2 separate regions of the Macaca mulatta genome follow, and region 2 is linked to region 1. A link is a contact called in public Hi-C data. All regions are on one chromosome and are shown on one strand. The core of a region is the stretch at or near the end of the contact, and the rest is flanking DNA. Distances in the headings are between cores, read along the strand shown.

What was found. Hi-C and Micro-C count contacts between places; a contact is called where the count stands out from the background.
Region 2: a contact with region 1 is called in a Hi-C map of blood, with 2.4 times the contacts expected there. The contact joins the promoter of C1H1orf216 here to the promoter of CLSPN in region 1. A contact is called at or near these places in 3 of 14 Hi-C or Micro-C datasets (CD4 T cells, blood and liver).

What each region holds. Positions count from the first base shown.
Region 1 is chr1:205,048,997-205,054,509 of T2T-MMU8v2.0, reverse strand. It overlaps CLSPN (claspin), which reads right to left and starts at 3,333. Exons shown (of 25, transcript XM_015135221.3): 1 at 3,169-3,333. The coding sequence starts at 3,192.
Region 2 is chr1:205,100,737-205,106,249 of T2T-MMU8v2.0, reverse strand. C1H1orf216 (chromosome 1 C1orf216 homolog) reads right to left here and starts at 2,149. Exons shown (of 2, transcript XM_077964089.1): 1 at 1,972-2,149.

The DNA.
Region 1 (5,513 bases), core at 2,084-4,583:
GAAACCCCGTCTCTACTAAAAAATACAAAAAACTAGCCGGGTGAGGTGGCAGGCGCCTGTAGTCTCAGCTACTCGGGAGGCTGAGGCAGGAGAATGGCGTGAACCTGGGAGGCGGAGCTTGCAGTGAGCTGAGATCCGGCCACTGCACTCCAGCCTGGGCAACAGAGCGAGACTCTGTCTCAAAAAAAAAAAAAAAAAAAAAAAAAGAAATGGGGTTTCACCATGTCAGCCAGGCTGGTGTCAAACTCCTGACCTCAGGTGATCTGCCTGCCTCAGCCTCCCAAAATGCTGGAATTACAGGCGTAAGCCACCACACCTGGCCCTGTATATTTCTATATACATAGATGTATGCTTTATATATGTATGTATATCTTAAAATACATACATATATGTATATACACACATATATAAGTATGCTTTATATATGATATATACACATATATAATATAAACAATTGCAATATGCAACTTCTGATGATGATTCAAAAAAATGTAAATAATTATGCTAAAGTGACATATAAAAATAAATGAAATATCCATGAGTCAAAGAAATCTGAACACTGACTAGATACTTCTTAGGTGTGGTAATAATATTGTAGTTATCTTTTTTTGGAAAGCCCTTGTCTGTTAGATAGGCACACTAAAATATTTATGGTTCAAATAATATGATATCTGGGATTTTCCTCCAAATAATCCCGTGAGAGGAAACATGGGTAGTAGTATGAATGAAACAAGATTGGCCATGATTTGATAATACAGGTTGAACATCTCTAATCTGAACCTGAAATACTCCCAAATCCAAAATATTTTAGCACTGACATGATGTCACTAGATGAAAATCCCACACCTGGCCTCATATGATGAGCTGCAATAAAACCTTTGCTTCATGCACGGAATTATTTTTAAATGCTGTATAAAATTACCTTCAGACTATGTGTGTAAGGTATATATGAAATATAACTGAATTTCATGTTTAGACTTGGGTCCCTCCCCCAAGACATCTCATTAAGTGTATGCAAATATTCCAAAACCCAAAATGAATCTGAAATTCAAAACCCTTAGGTCCCAAGCATTTCAGACAAGACATATTCAAACTGTAGTTGAAGTAAGGTGATGGGTTCATTATACCATCCTTTCTACGGTTGTATAGGTTTGAAAATTTCTAAATAAGACAGTTTAAAAAGTCGCAAATAAAAACCTAAGGAGAGGTGTGTTAGGTGACTTGATCAGTTAGTAACCAAGCTAATCCTAGATGCCAAGTCTGCCTCCTTGGAGTTCTCAGGGCTCTGAATCAACTTATTAATAAAGGGAGAAATATGAACATCAGTAATGTAGCAGGGTACAAGGCCTCACCTGAGTGGTTCCTCAAAAAATCATTAAATTGGCCAGGCATGGTGGCTCACGCCTGTAATCCCAGCACTTTGGGAGGCCGAGGCAGGTGGATCACGAGGTCAGGAGTTCGAGACCAGCCTGGCCAATATGGTGAAACCCCGTCTCTACTAAAAATACAAAAATTAGCTGGGCATGGTGGTGTGTGCCTGTAGTCCCGGCTGCTCAGGAGGCCGAGGCAGGAGAATCACTTGAACCCGGGAGACAGAGGTTGCAGTGAGCCGAGATTGCGCCACTGCACTCCAGCCTGGGCAACAGAGCGAGACTCCATCTCGGAAAAAAAAAACATATCTATATATATATAAAAAAAATTAATTTGGATGCTTGGCACAATTTTTTTTTTTTTTTTTTTTTTTTGATACAGCATCTCACTCTGTCACCCAGGCTAGAGTACAGTGGCAGGATCATGGCTCACTGCAGCCTTGACCTCCAGGCCCAAAGGATCCTCTCACCTCAGCCTCCCGAGTAGCTGGGACTACGGGCGACGCCCGGCTAATTTTTGTATTTTTTTTTTTTTTTTGTAGAGGCGGGATTTTGCCACGTTTTCTACGCAGGCTGGTTTCCAAATCTTGAGCTCAAGCAATCTGCTGGCCTTGGCCTCCCAAAGTGCTGGGATTGCTGAGAATTAATGTGTATGCACTGACGATCCTTTCAACAATCCAAAGCATTGAAACTGTTACTTCTGTTTGTGAATGTGGAAACCGAATTTAGGTAACCAGACAGCTCAAGGAATAGGGCTGCTTTGAATGACGATTCTCTTCTAGGCAATTTGCAGCAACATCAAAGGGCAGGGTGACATTTGACGTTGGGGTGGGGTGAGGTCTCAAAAAATTCAGTAATCAAAATAAATATTAATGCAATATTTTTAAAAAAATTAAATCAATAATCTACGGCTCATGAGGTAAATAATACACCCGCTTTTGTAGATAAAGTTTATTGGAACCAGGGACGGGATTAGGGTGAGGTGAGTAAGGCAAGGTCGTGCAAATGACTGGTCAGATCTTGTCTCTGTTTAAACGTCTGATATTTTGTTCAATATCAAATCATAAAAACTTTTTTGCATTAATTTCGGTTTTTTTTAAAAAAAATGCATTAAAATATGAGTTTGATGATTGAGTGTTTTGGCGCCCCTTTAAATTTTGCTCCTAAGGCGAGAGTGCCTTGCCCGAATCCGGCCCCAGAAAGGACACAGGTCTGGAAACATCTATTTTCTACGCCCAATTTCGCCAGGGAGGTGTGAGCCACCAGCCAGGAGCCCCAGCGGTGACTTCCCACTCGGGGCCCCGTAGGAAAACGCAAAGGGCCTCCGCGCGATGACCTCCAGGGCCCCTCCCAGGCCCAATGTGGAACCCCCTAACACCCTCGTCCTCTCTTTGCGGAGAATCCCGCCCCGCACCCCTGCAGCCCGGTTCGGCCAGAGCCTCCTGGCTTTCAGGGCACCCTGAGGGGAGGAGCTTCCGCGACAGGAAACGCGCCAAAGGGGAGGGCTGGCGGCAGGAACCGGCTGAGGAGGGGCTGGGCTGCCGGCAGCGCGCGCCGCAGAGACCTGGAGCTCCCCGGCCACGGAGCCCGAAGCGCGGGAAGCCTGGCGGCGGGACGGGACGCCTGGTCGGAACCCATCCCGACCGAGTCTCGAGGCTGCGGGAGCCGACGCGGTGAACGCCGGGAGCCGCAGTCCTCCCGTCCGGGCGCCCCGGGTCAGCGGTGTCTACCCCGGCCCACCTAACCCCTCGGTGCCGGGCCTTCGCAGCCCCGGTGGGGGGCGTGTGCGTAAACTCACCTCAGAACCCACCTCGCCCGTCATGACTCCTGCCTCCCCGGTGCTCCGTTAGGGACGGAGCTGTCTCTGGTTCCCTCAGCCGGAGAGCAGCGGCTCCCGCCGTCTCCAGCCCGGCAGCGCTGTTCGAGCTTTCCCGCCCAGCCAGAGTGGAGGTCCCACCCCCATGGTTTGCACCAATCCAGAGGGGATTTTCCAGCGAGTCCCCGCCCCATTCCGACCCACCAATCACGCAGCGCCTCCGGCCGACCTCAAATAACCCAGGCTGGGTCGCAGCTGCTGGTAGCGGCGCCTCGGGGAGCTGGAGGTACACTGGGGCGGGCAGTAGGTACCAGGCGAGCAGTGGTCTTTGACCATTGACACTTGCCAAAGCAGGAAGTGCGGTTGGAGGGGTGAGTCTTCGGGGGGAAGTGAGCTGGGAAACGGTTCCTGGGCACCTGGGAGTGTCCTGTACCTGAACCTTTTTAAAGGGATTCCAAGGTCCCCGTGGGATTTTCTCCACTGACTTCATTTCTGGAGCAGCTAGATCCTGTCTGCCTTTTGTACACGACACTTACCACTGAATATATATATATACACACACACATATATACACTCTCACACATATACACACATAGACACACACACATATATGTACACACATATATGCACACACACACATATATATGTATACACACACACTGGTTTTTTTTTTTTTTTTTTGAGACGGAGCCTCCCTCTGTTAGCCAGGATGGAATGCAATGGCGCGATCTCGGCTCACTGCAGCCTCCGCCTCCCGGGTTCAAGAGATTCTCGTGCCTCAGCCTCCCGAGTAGCTAGGATTACAGGCACCCGCCACCAATGCCTGACTAATTTTTGTATTTTTAGTAGAGACGGGGTTTCACCATGTTGGCCAGGCTGGTCTCGAACTCCTGACCTCAAATGATCCGCCCCGCCTCGGCCTCCCAAAGTGCTGGGATTACAGGCGTGAGTCACCGCGCCTGGCCCACTTTTATTTATTAAAGACCTTTAGTCTTTAAAAACTAAAGTGTAGGGAGGCCGGGCGCGGTGGCTCAAGCCTGTAATCCCAGCACTTTGGGAGGCCGAGACGGGCGGATCACAAGGTCAGGAGATCGAGACCATCCTGGCTAACATGGTGAAACCCCGTCTCTACTAAAAATACAAAAAACTAGCCGGGCGAGGTGGCGGGCGCCTGTAGTCCCAGCTACTCGAGAGGCTGAGGCAGGAGAATGGCATAAACCCGGGAGGCGGAGCTTGCAGTGAGCTGAGATCCAGCCACTGCACTCCAGCCTGGGCGACAGAGCGAGACTCCGTCTCAAAAAAAAAAAAAAAAAAAACTAAAGTGCAATGACCTGATATTGGCTCATCGCAACCTCCGCCTCCCGGGTTCAAGCCATTCTCCTGCCTCAGCCTCCTAAGTAGCTGGAATTACAGGTATATGCCACCACACCCAGGTATTTTTTTTTTATCTTTAGTAGAGATGAGGTTTCACCGTGTTGGCCAGGCTGATCTCGAACTCCTGACCTCGTGATCCGCCCGTCTCAGCCTCCCAAAGTACTGGGATTACAGGCATGAGCCACCGCACCTAGCCTATCCCAAACAATTCTAATCCCAGCTTTGCCACTGTGCTGGCCATTATTTTTTGCCCCTCCAGGTTAATTCTCTGTCCTTCCTTTACCCTGTTTTGTGTTAAGGCAAGGCTGACCTGTCTAGACTGTATTATCCCAGCTCCCTTGCCCTCTGGCTTCTGGTTGGGTCAGGCCCCTGTAAAGGCACTTTATAAGGTGACTGTAAGGAGATGAGAGACCACCAGGAAAGAAAGGTCAGAGTATTTATTGCTCACTTCACCCTCCATGGTCATATCCACTGCCAGCCCAGCTTGCCCAGGACTTTCCTAGTTTTAGCACTGAAAGTCCTGCATCCTGAGAACCTCCTCAGTCACAGGCATACCAAATAGTTGGTTCATCACCCAATCCACTGGCCTCCTCTTCCAAATTTCCAGCTTTAGCTGGGTTCAGAAAAAAGCTCCCTTTCCACATCTTCATTTCTCTACCTCCCCATCATCTCTCAACCCACTTCTGCCCCCACCACCAAAAACAGCCCATCATCCATCCTCTTCTCTTTTTGTGTCCTGGTTTATCCACCTTTTCATCCACTTTACTATTAATTTCTACATCAATGACTCCCAAATATACATCTATGGCACTCCCCATCATATGTGGAGGGCTAATGTTTGTTGAAGCCTTAGTGACAGAAACAGTTGCAAGGATTTTATAAGTGTTATCTTATTTAATCTTCAGAGTAAACTTGTAGGTAATATTATTATCTCTTTCTTAGAAGATGAGAAA
Region 2 (5,513 bases), core at 900-3,399, 53 kb before region 1:
CCTCAAATTCTACATAACCAGTCTGGGTGCGGTGGCTCATGCCTGTAATCACAGCACTTTGGGAGGCCGAGGCAGGCAGATCACCTGAGGTCAGAAGTTCGAGACTAGACTGGCCAACATGGTGAAACCCCATCTCTACTAAAAATACAAAAATTAGCCAGGCGTGGTGACAGGCACCTGTAATCCCAGCTATTTGGGAAGCGCTTGAACCCAGGAGGCAGAGGTTGTAGTGAACTGAGATTGTGCCACCACACTCCAGCCTGGGTGACAGAGTGAGACTTCATCCCTCTCCACCCCCCGCCCCCCGCCCCCACCACCAAAATTCTATATAACCAAACAAGCTCTCCTTCAGTATCCTCAGCAAGATGGCTCCACCCTCCATCCAGAAGGCTAGGAGCATCCTGGGCTCCTCACTCTCCTTCCTTCTCCCATCTCATTGATAACCACATTCTGACCATTCTTCCTCTTCCAGGCCATTTCTGACCTGGATTATTGCCTCGGCCTTTTCACTGGTCTCTCTGCCCCCAGTTACAAATGTAAATTTCACTTGTCACCACTCAGAATGCCCTCCCTGAACTCCTGCTAAACCTCTATGTGGCCTACAAGGCCCTGTTTGATCTAGCCTCTGCTCACCCTTCCACACCTGCCTTTTGCCACTCTGTCCCTCCCATCATAGCAAACTGCCCAGAGATCTCAAAACACACCATTGTCCTTCTTACAGTATTCCTTTGGCCTATAATATCCTTCCTCTCCCCTCCCCTCAAAGCTCCTCCCTTCTCCACCCAGCAAATTCCTTTTTGTACTTCAAAATCAGCTGTAATATCCCCATATCTCCATGTACCCATGTCTCTGAAGCTGTCTTGATACTGCCGCAATCAATATTACATAAACAAGCACGGTTAGTTATGCCTTCCTCTGGGTCCCCACTGCCCTGGGTACACACTGTCTTATCCAACTTTGTGTCTGTCCCTGGCATACATGGTCGACGATCAGTGAATGTCTATTTAACTGGCAGTTTTGGTTTGTGGCAATGATCTTGTAATAGCAGTTTGTAATCTAGCTTGGACCTCCCCTATATATCCTCCATCATATTCCCCAGAGTCAGCCAGCATAGAGCCCGGAACCAGGCTATCTGTGCATACTGGTACTTGCTAAGCGAGTGAATGGGAGAAGAGACTGCAGTGAATTTCCATGCTCAGGAAGCTACTCCCGACTCCCCCGGGCTGGAAGAGCTGGGTTCAGTTCCCTCTCCTACCCCAGCCAGGGAGCCCAGCCTTCCCCAGTGACAAGCTTTTCTTCTGAGCCTGCCCACTTCCCTCCCAATGCCTCTGGAACACGGCCACTATCTTGTGTCCCTGTCCCTAGCTTGCTCCATCCTGAGGCCCTGGAGGGCGGGCATACCACACCACTCTTCTCTCCTCCATAACCTGCTTCTAACCAAAATTAGGATTTGAATTGACAAAGGAATTCTACTGACCAAACAGCACTGGGATTAGAACAATTTAAGAGCATGAAGAGGAAGGATATTGTAAGTGGAGCCGGCACTGGGAGGCGCTCCATAGGTGGCATGGACCCTCCCCACCCCCAGCAACGGGCAGAAGTCCTGGGGAGAAGGGTGTAGGAACAGTTCCTTTGTAATCGCCCTCTAAGCAAGGCTTGTGGGAAGGTGCCTACAGATCTCCCCTCGCCCCAATTTTTAATTTTTCCTATACTTGGATGGGGCCATGAAGGAAGCTGGGATGGGGTAGGGGTGGCGCTAGGGATCACAGGGTTCTCAGAAATAGTAAAATAGGAACCCCGCCACCCCAGGACTAGGTCTCCGCCCAAATAGGAGGCAGCCTCCTTTCCTGGCCTTGCGGGAGTGGGAGAACACCCCAGGAGGCAGAGACCATCCTTCCCTAGTCTCCTCGGAGGCCGCTGTGACTCCCCGCTTCCCGCGGCTGGGCCCCAAGCCCCCCGCCTCCGACTCACGGCCTAGAGGCGCCCGATCCGGCGCGTCTGGCTATGGCTCCGCCCGGCCCTGGTGGTGTCTAGTCCCTGGGCTGGGGGTTCCTCGGCCTGGGCGTCTCCGCGGTCCAAGGGTGGGTGCGGGGCTCCCGGGCAGCGCGCCCAGCCCCAGGTCCGGACTGCGGAGTCAGGCGGCGTCTGCGCGGCGGGGCGGAGCGGCCGGGCCCACGTGGGCCGGTTCGGTTTTCCGCGGAGCCGCGCGCTAGGCTCTGCGCCGGAACCGCCTCGCCCCCGCGCGGGGCCGCGTTGAACCAGGCCTTTCAGGTCCGGTGCTCTCTCCTATTGGCGTTCGCTGGGCCCTTCCCATCAGTTCACCTCACTGCAGACACCGTGCCATTTTCAAGTGAAATCTGATTAGTCACCACCTTCCGGCTTTAAACTCCTCTAGGACTTCCCCACAGCCGGGACAACCCCTAAGGCAGCAGCCGCGGGGCTCTGCGCGTCCGGCCCTCCGTCTGCCTCTCCGGCTTTGTCCTCTACCCTCCCTCTCCGCAGCTACCCTCCCGCACGCCCCTTTCCGCCACGCGGCTTTGGCACGCACGGTTCCCTCGGTCTAGCAGTCTCTTCCCCCTCTCGATTTACTCCTATTTCAGCTCTCTTCTCGGAGAAATCTCTGACTCCCTAGATCGCATTCGTTCCCCCTTGTATGTCAGGGCACGTTCCTTTTCTTCATAGCATTTATCACAATTTGGAATTATATATTTCTTTTTGTGCTACTTGACTAAAGTCACTGAGACCGGGCGCGGTGGCTCACGCCTGTAATCCCAGCACTTTGGAAGGCCGAGGCCGGCGGATCACCTGAGGTCAGGAGTTCGAGACCAGCCTGGCCAACATGGTGAAACACTGTCTCTACTAAAATAGGAAAATTAGCTGGGCGTGGTGGCGGGCGCCTGTAATCCCAGGTACTCGGGAGGCTGAGGCAGGAGAATCGCTTGAACCTGGGAGGTGGAGGTTGCAGTGAGCCAAGACTGTACCACTACACTCCAGCCTGGGCAACAGAGTGGGACTCTGTCTCAAAAAAAAAAAAAAAAAGAGAGAGAGAGAGAAAGAAGAAGATCCAGCCTGGGACAGGTCCCAGGGCTGATGTCCTGTACCTGGGATGGGGGCTCTCCACAGGACACAGAGCCCGTCCATGACACCTGTGCAGTGGGCACTAGTGCTTTTGCCCAGGTGAGGAGGAACAAGGTTATAAAAAGGGTCCTGGCTTCCAAACTCTAGTGAATTCTTCTCAGAGCTCCACTCTACTGAAGCTTGATCCCCCTCTTTTGCACCCTGGGGAAATGTGAAGTTGGGGACACTGTTTGGAATAAAAGAGAACAGAGTTTAGTAATTGCTGACCCTAATATATAAGGTACCCTCTTCCAGTTTCAACTTGATTCCAAGTCACCATTCTGCAACCTAGATACTAATTGGCAAATTGAAATCACACCAAGAAATCCTATATGCAAAAACAGGGAAAATGGAAAATAAATTTTTATGATTATGATGACTATTTTAAGAGGGAAAAGGAAATAAGAAGAAGGCAGAAGTAATTCAAACTTTGCACACTCCTCCAGCTAAGAAAATACAGGTGGAGATGTCAGCCTCATTTCTACATCAGATCCTGTGGCCTAAGTTCTCTCCCTTCCCTTATCCACTTCAGGTTCCCCTGGCCTTCAGCCTGGGGTGACCCAAATCCAAATCCTTACTGTTGGTTGTTTTTTTTGTTTTTTGAGATGTATTCTCGCTCTGTCGCCTAGGCTGGAGTGCAGTGGTGCAATCTCGGTTCACCGCAACGTATGCCTCTCAGGTTCAAGCGATTCTCTTGCCTCAGCCTCCCGAGTAGCTGGGATTACAGGTGTATGCATCACGTCAGCTAATTTTTGTATTTTTAGTAGAGATGGGGTTTCACCATGTTGGTCAGGTTGGTCTTGATCTCCTGACCTTGTGATCCACCCACCTCAGCCTCCCAAAGTGCTGGGATTACAGGCGTGAGCCACTATGCCCGGCCCAAATCCTCACTCTTAAAGGCTCTCAGCTTTGGTGATCTAGGGTTATGCAGTTCTCCCCAGACCACAGAGCCATAAAGTCATCAATTGTTTGTTCTGCCCAGAATAGCCTTTCTCTGCCTCTGTTTGGACTCTGTCTCTCCCAGCTTAACCATGTGGGTCAAATGAAAGCCTGAAGAATCAAGGGATAGGAACTCCACTCCAGGTGAGCCAGTCGGAGTCTGGGATCTTCTGAAATGAAATTAAAGGAAGATGAGGCAGGGAAGAAACAGAGATGAGAGACAGAAGTTCTGATAATGTTGCAGACCCTGTTTCCTGAATCTAAATTTATAGTTTTGTGTGCCTTATTTTGCCAAGCCTAACTTGAGTGGAATTCTTTCACCGACAATCAAAAGAATGCTGATTAATACAATAGCACAAGGTGGTGACCCCAGGGTCTCTGGGTTCCACTCACCCACCTCTCAACCCTTATTAGGTAGCAGTAACTCCCTTTCTCCTTGAGAGCCATTATCAGTCCAGTCTACACTGTGACCACCCCCTTCTATTCCTCTAGTACTACCAGGAGCCTGAAATCCAAGAGAATCATCTTTGTGTTTCTTGGTTAGAAACGTTCCTCCCACGACGCTATCACCATCTTTTTTTTTTTTTTCCCAAGACAGTTTCACTCTGTCACCCAGGCTGGAGTGCAGTGGCGTGATCTCAGCTCACTGCAACTTCCACCTCCCAGGTTCAAGCCATTCTCCTACCTCAGCCTCCTGAGTAGCTGGGATTACAGGCACATGCCATCACACCCAGCTAATTTTTGTATTTTTAGCACAGACAGGGTTTCACCATGTTGGTCAGGCTGATCTCGAACTCCTGACCTCAAATGATCCGCCCGCCTCGACCTCCCAAAGTGCTGGGATTACAGGCGTGAACCACCATGCCCGGCTGATGCTATCACCTTCTGACCTGCAATACCCAGAATCTCAGAGACAGGAACAAAACTCTTAGTCCTTTGGTACAATCATATAAGGTGCCACAACCACCTCTACCTCTTCTTCCTATGCATTCTGGCTGCAAAGTACAAAACATTATATACATTGATTTAAAGCCTATATTGGGCCTGGTGTGGAGGCTCACACCTGTAATCCCAGCACTTTGGGAGGCCGAGGCGGGCGGATCACTTGAGGCTGGGAATTCGAGACCAGCCTGGCCAACATGATGAAACCCCGTTTCTACGAAAAATACAAAAATTAGCCAGGCATGGTGGTGCGCATCTGTAATCCCAGCTATTCAGGAGGCTGAAGCAGGAGAATTGCTTGAACCTGGGAGGTGGAGGTTGCAGTGAGCCAAGATCGTGCCACTGCACTCCAGCCTGGGAGACAGAGCCAGACCCTATCTCAAAAAAAAAAAAAAAAAAAAAGGAATAGACAGAAGAATGGGCTGTAACAATGTAATGGGCCCTGCAACAGAGCCAGGAGGCAAAAGTAGTAAGCCCAAAATAGGGTAAGGAAAGGCTTCACAGAGGTGACTTTT